Linked DNA regions of Sus scrofa: region 1 is linked to region 2. A link is a contact called in public Hi-C data. All regions are on one chromosome and are shown on one strand. Each heading gives the region's core, a stretch centred on a gene start, on an enhancer-like site or on the middle of the called end of the contact. The rest is flanking DNA. Distances are from core to core; before and after follow the strand shown. Region 1 holds the start of MTFP1 (mitochondrial fission process protein 1). Region 2 holds the start of RNF215 (RING finger protein 215).

Region 1 (2,700 bases), core at 148-2,647, 35 kb before region 2:
TAGTGTTGGGTTCTGGGCTGAAGGTTGACTCATGCACAAACAGGACTTCAGTATAGATCATGTCACCTGCACGGTTGGGGGTGGGGTGCCTATCCTGCAAGCAGGACTGTGGTGTGGAATGCACCAGGCCAGGCTGTGGGGACTCGACTGTGCCACAAGGGACTTAACCATATGCAAGGCTGTAGACTGACCACAAGGGGAGTGGACTGGGGTGGGGGTTGAGGGGCAGGTTAACACTTACATCTCTTGCCTTCTTGCCTTTGTCAATGGCATCAGCCAGCACATAGGAGCTGGACACACCATAGCTCAGCCACACAACAGCTGTTGGCACCAAGGAGCGGAAGGCCTCCCCTACCTCATTGGCATAGCCTGGTGGTGGAGGAATATTTAATTCCTGAGCGGTTGGGTTGTTCCACAAGAGGGCACTAGAGGGAGATGGTTCTTATCTCAGCCTGCTAAGCAGTAGCTGGATGACCTTAGACAAAGTGACTTTACTCCTGTGAGTGTTTCCCCACCTGTAAAATGACACCCATGATGCTCACCTGGACTCTTTCCTTATGGGAGAGCTGAGTACTGTCTCCATTCTCACAGCCTACTTGCCTTAATAGTCTGGGTTCTAGAAGCATGTGAGCTGGCTGGGGGGACAGGCAGTGAGAGAGACTAAAGGCAGCCCCTCTGACGGGGAACTCGCTAAGTGCCAGGCCTTTCTGTACCTTATCTCATTGTACCCTCACAACTACCACCCAATGAGAGAGACCTTGTGCTCATCCCTTTTTGCTGAGGAAGAAACAAGCTTAGTCAGAGCGACTGATCCAAGATGAGAGTTCAAGTGCCCTGACTACAGCCAGTGTCCAGTCATTCCACAGGGGGCAGCCCACTCATCCCCATCCACCTACTTGGGCTGCAGCTTCCACCTGGGAGACAGACCAGCAGAGACCGTGAGGGCCGGGCTGGACAGGCCAAGCTGTGTGATCTTGAGCCAGTCCAGAACCCTCTCTGAGCCCAGTCTCTGCCCCGGCTGAATGAGAACTACAGCCCTCCCACGTTCGCCATGTCCCTGACCGGCGTCTGGGAACCCCTGCTTCCCAGCCACGTGGTGTGGGGGTCGCCGTGCCCCTTGCCCCGTGCTCACCCAAGTACCGCACCCACGTGTCCCGGAAAAGGTCGCGCTCGGCCCCCCGCGGGGGCGGCTCAGACATGACGCTTCCGCCTCGGCTTCCACTAGCGCTCCTGTCTGCGGCTGCGGGACCGGCTTAAGGTCCCAGACTGAAGGACAGGTCGTGCGGTCCCCACCAGCAGGGAGCGTCTGCAAATTCCCTCGCGCACTGGCGCCCCCCTCCCAAGCTTGGGTTTTACAGATTAATTTTCATCACGTTTTCTCTGGGGTTGAACGGTTGCGCGATCCTCTCTCAGCACTGACTGTAGTGTTGGAGCCAAAGAGACGCAGGTTCAAATACCGGATGCTACGCTTCATAGCTGTGTGACCTCGAGCAAGAGTCTGTACTTCTCTGCACGTCACTTTATTTGTTAGATAGGAAACAGGATGGGTTTACTCCTGGGGCAGTTTCGAGGATGAATTACACTCATCATTTATCGAGTTTAGTGCCAGCCAGACTGTTGGCTAAAGACTCCAGATGGCTTACTTCTTTAAACCCTCCCCTCAGCCAGGCATAAACCCCACCCTCCTTTTACAGATGAGGAATAGAGATAGAAATAATTGGTCACTTTCCCGGGTCCTACGACTGCTGAGTAGTGAAGCCGACATTTGATTCCAGGCTGTGAGGCTCTAGTTCCCATGCTCTTAAGGTAAGCTCAGTAAATGAGACTGAGGGAGTGTATGTTGAGAACCCGAGTGAAACTCTGAATCCTTTGGGGTATCAGCAAACAAAGACACAGCTTTTAAAGACAGGCAGTCCTGGGTTCAAATTCCAGTTGTGCCGCCTATTAACTGTCAGCCACGTCTGTAAAAAAATGAGTAGCTAATACATACTGAGCGTACACTAAGCGCTCTGGCTGTAGTTTCCTTGAGTCTTTGCAATAACCCAAAACAGTAAGCACAGGGCTGATGCAGTGTATCCAGGAGGCGCTCATCATCAAATAAATATCCTAGACTCCCTATTGTGGGCCCTGTTTTCAGGCGTCTCTATTTTGGTGGGATCTTATAAGGCAGCCAGTTCATTGGTGATCTGGCAGGAAGCTTGTTTCGGAGCCCAAGCTGATCCCTAGCCCCGGAAATACTGGCAGTGCACGCGCGGAATTGGGAGACGGTCCCTAACACCACGTGACCGTTGCTTCTCAGCCAACCTCCCACTCCGGGCCTGCCGCAAGCGCTGCAAGGACTCGCCAAACCCGCACTTGTTAGCTTGCCCTGAGAAGCCCGAGTGGGGCGGAGCCTCCGCTCTGACGGTAAAGGAAGTCAGGAGTACACTTAGTGCCCTCAGCAAAAATGGCGGAAGATGCGGCCTGGGCCAATCAGGAGGCAAGCTGGCCATCCCGGCGCCGTGAGAAAGCGCTTAAGCAGCGGGCTGTTTTTGCACATGCGCCCCGCTTAGTAGCGGGTAAACGCTGGGCTCCTAAAGTGGAGGTTTGACTGAGGGACCGCGAAGAGCGAGGCGGAGGTCACTGACTGCTACTCCCCGTGCACTGAACATTGCTTTATTCATTGGGTTAATTTTCCTAACAGAGCGTTGTAAACCAAGG
Region 2 (2,700 bases), core at 110-2,609:
CCATGAGGATGTAGGTTCATCCCTGGCCTCGCTCCGTGGGTTAAGGATCCGGTGTTGCCGTGAACTGCGGTGTAGGTCACAGATGTGGCTTGGATTTGGTGTGGCTGTGGCTGTGGCATAGGCCAGCGGCTGCAGCTCCAATTTGACCCCTAGCCTGGAAACCTCCATATGCCAAAGGTGTGGCCCTGAAAAAAAAAAAAAAAAAAAAAGAAAATCAATTGGCTATAGATGTCTGGGTCTATTTCTAGACTCCCAATTCTATTCCATTTGTTTACATGTCTATCTTTACTACGCTGTTTTTTGATCACTGTACCTTTGTAGTATGTTTACAAATTGGTAAGAATGAGTCTTAACTTTATTCTTTTTCCAATATGGGCTAGTCAGGGCCCTTTGCATAGGATGGGTTTGTCATTAGAGGAGTTCTCTTGTGGCACAGCGGGCTTGGGCCTGCTATGGCTCAGGTTCGATCTCTGGCCACTTCCACATGCCATGGGTGTAGCCAAAGAAAAAGTCATTACAATTTTAATTTTAGGAGTTCCCATCGTGGCTGAGCAGTTAATGAATCTGACTAGCATCCATGAGGATGCAGGTTCAATCCCCAGCCTGGCTCAGTGGGTTAAGGATCCAGTGCTGCCAGTGACTGCTGTGTAGGTCACAGAAGTGGTTCAGATCCTGTGTTGCTGTGGCTATGGTGTAAGCCAGCAGCTACAGCTCTGATTTGAACCTTAGCCTGGGAATCTCTATATGTCGTGGGTGTGGCCCTAAAAGGCAAAAAAAAAAAAAAAAAAAAAATTAATTTTATTGGGGATTGCTTTGAATATGTAGATGACTTTAGGTAGTATTGCCATCTTAACAGTATTAAGTCTAGCAATCCATTAACCCGAGCATCATTCCATTTCTTTAGGTATTCTTTTTTTTTTTTCCTCCCCAGGGCCGCAAGTAAGGGGATATAATGGACAACACTACGGAGCTGAGTTAGGCCTGGTCCCACTTTCTGCCCCTCTGGGACCCTTACCTCAATTTCCTCCCCAGCTCCACGCCCTCCCTGCCCGCCTCCAGAGTTCTGTCCGGTGGAGAAAGGGAGGCCTAGGCCAACCCTGAGCGTCGGGCCGCTATAGAGAAAGGGCCAGCGTCCAGACCTCTAGACATTCCTCCAGACAAAACGCAACAAGTTCAAATCACCTACTGTCTGACTTGAGTATGGTGACCTCGCACCGCCCAGATCCAGCGTCCCAGACCTCCGCCGCCGGTGTTCTCCGCGGCCACCAGGGGGCGCGCGCAGCCCGGTCTGGGCAGGAGAGCCGCCTAGAGCCCACGCCGCCTCCCGGAGCCCCGCCCCGTCCGGCCACGGCCCCGCCCCCTCCCCTCCCAGCGCCCCGCCCCGTCCGGCTGAGGCTTCGCTCCCCAACCCCGCAGCGTTCGGGACCCCGGGATCTCTGTGCGGCCTGCTCGCCGGGTCCGGCCATGGGCCCCGCCGCTCGCCCCGCGCTGAGGTCGCTGCCACCTCCTCCTCCGCCGGCGCCGTCGCCCCTGCTGTTGCTGCTGCCCCTGCTGCCACTCTGGCTGGGCCTGGCGGGGCCCGGGGCCGCGGCGGACGGCAGCAAGCCCACGGCCGGGGCGGGACGGGGCGGGGCCCGCGCGGTACGGGTGGACGTGAAGCTGCCGCGGCAAGACGCTCTGGTGCTGGAGGGCGTCCGGATCGGCCCCGAAGCAGACGCGGCGCCCCTGATGGGCGGCCGCCTGATGCTGGTGAGCGCCGCTGAGCCCTATGGCCTCCGGCCCGCTTTAGACCTTGTGCCCAGATCCAGCCTTCGTCCTGGACCAAGCCCTGGCAGCCCAGCGCCTCTTCCTCAGGCTGCCAAGGCCCCCAGCGTTCAGGTTTCCAAAATCTGAGATCAGATGTCTTCCCCTCCAAATTCGTCCCCAAACCCTGGCCTTGCATCCTCTGTGTGCCTGATCCCCCTTCCTCCCCCTCTCCCTCTATCCACGGTCCCTCACCCCACAGATGGACGTTGTGGATGCTGAGCAGGAAGTGCCCAGAGAAGGCTGGATTGCGGTGGCATACGTGGGCAAGGAGCAGGCGGCCAGATTGACCAGGAAAGTCAGGGCAGCGGCCCACAGGCCTATCCCAAGGCTCTGGTTCAGCAGGTGCAGAGGGTGTATGTGAAAAGGGGGCTAGAGGAGGGTTTTCAAGGCAACTACTAGAGCCAGACCACCTGGTTAGTGGTGGGCCGGTAAGGAGCCTTCAGAGAAGCCCTGGGCCTGGGTAGGGCCAGGGACCCTAGTTTGTAGAATCTGGGTCAGTGTGGTTGGCAGCAGGGAGGTGGGAGGAGGCCAGAGAGTCAGGAAGCTTAGTCAGGGAGTGCCTGCTGGGGTGGGCCCTGCTTGGACCAAGGAAGGCCCTGTATTGTTTGGGTCCCATAGAACATCTGAGGGGAAGGCAGGAGGCATAAGGGTTTCGGCCTTTGACCTCAAGGAGCTTATAGTCTATCCAGAGGAAATGTTCTCTCCAGAGATAAGAACAACCGTGGCCATAGGTAGTGAGACGCATGTGTGGGCAAGTATATGTGTGTGTGTGAGCCTTTGCCTCTGTCCTGCAGATGCGGAGGGCGCTCTTCCTGGGAGCCTCTGCCCTGCTCCTCCTCATCTTGAACCACAACGTGGTCCGAGAGGTAAACCGGATCAAGCCTAGTGGGCATG

The links. Hi-C and Micro-C count contacts between places; a contact is called where the count stands out from the background.
Region 1: a contact with region 2 is called in a Hi-C map of liver, with 1.6 times the contacts expected there. The contact joins the promoter of MTFP1 here to the promoter of RNF215 in region 2. A contact is called at or near these places in 1 of 5 promoter capture datasets (liver), 24 of 47 Hi-C or Micro-C datasets (alveolar macrophages, blood, brain and 10 more) and 2 of 2 datasets of contacts at active chromatin or transcription factors (alveolar macrophages and skeletal muscle).

What each region holds. Positions count from the first base shown.
Region 1 is chr14:47,391,275-47,393,974 of Sscrofa11.1, reverse strand. It overlaps MTFP1 (mitochondrial fission process protein 1), which reads right to left and starts at 1,397. Exons shown (of 5, transcript XM_001929262.7): 1 at 1,133-1,397; 2 at 242-369. The coding sequence starts at 1,199. It also overlaps a transcript of SEC14L2 not described here.
Region 2 is chr14:47,355,850-47,358,549 of Sscrofa11.1, reverse strand. RNF215 (RING finger protein 215) reads left to right here and starts at 1,359. Exons shown (of 10, transcript XM_005670838.3): 1 at 1,359-1,749; 2 at 2,006-2,090; 3 at 2,093-2,148; 4 at 2,601-2,672. The coding sequence starts at 1,465.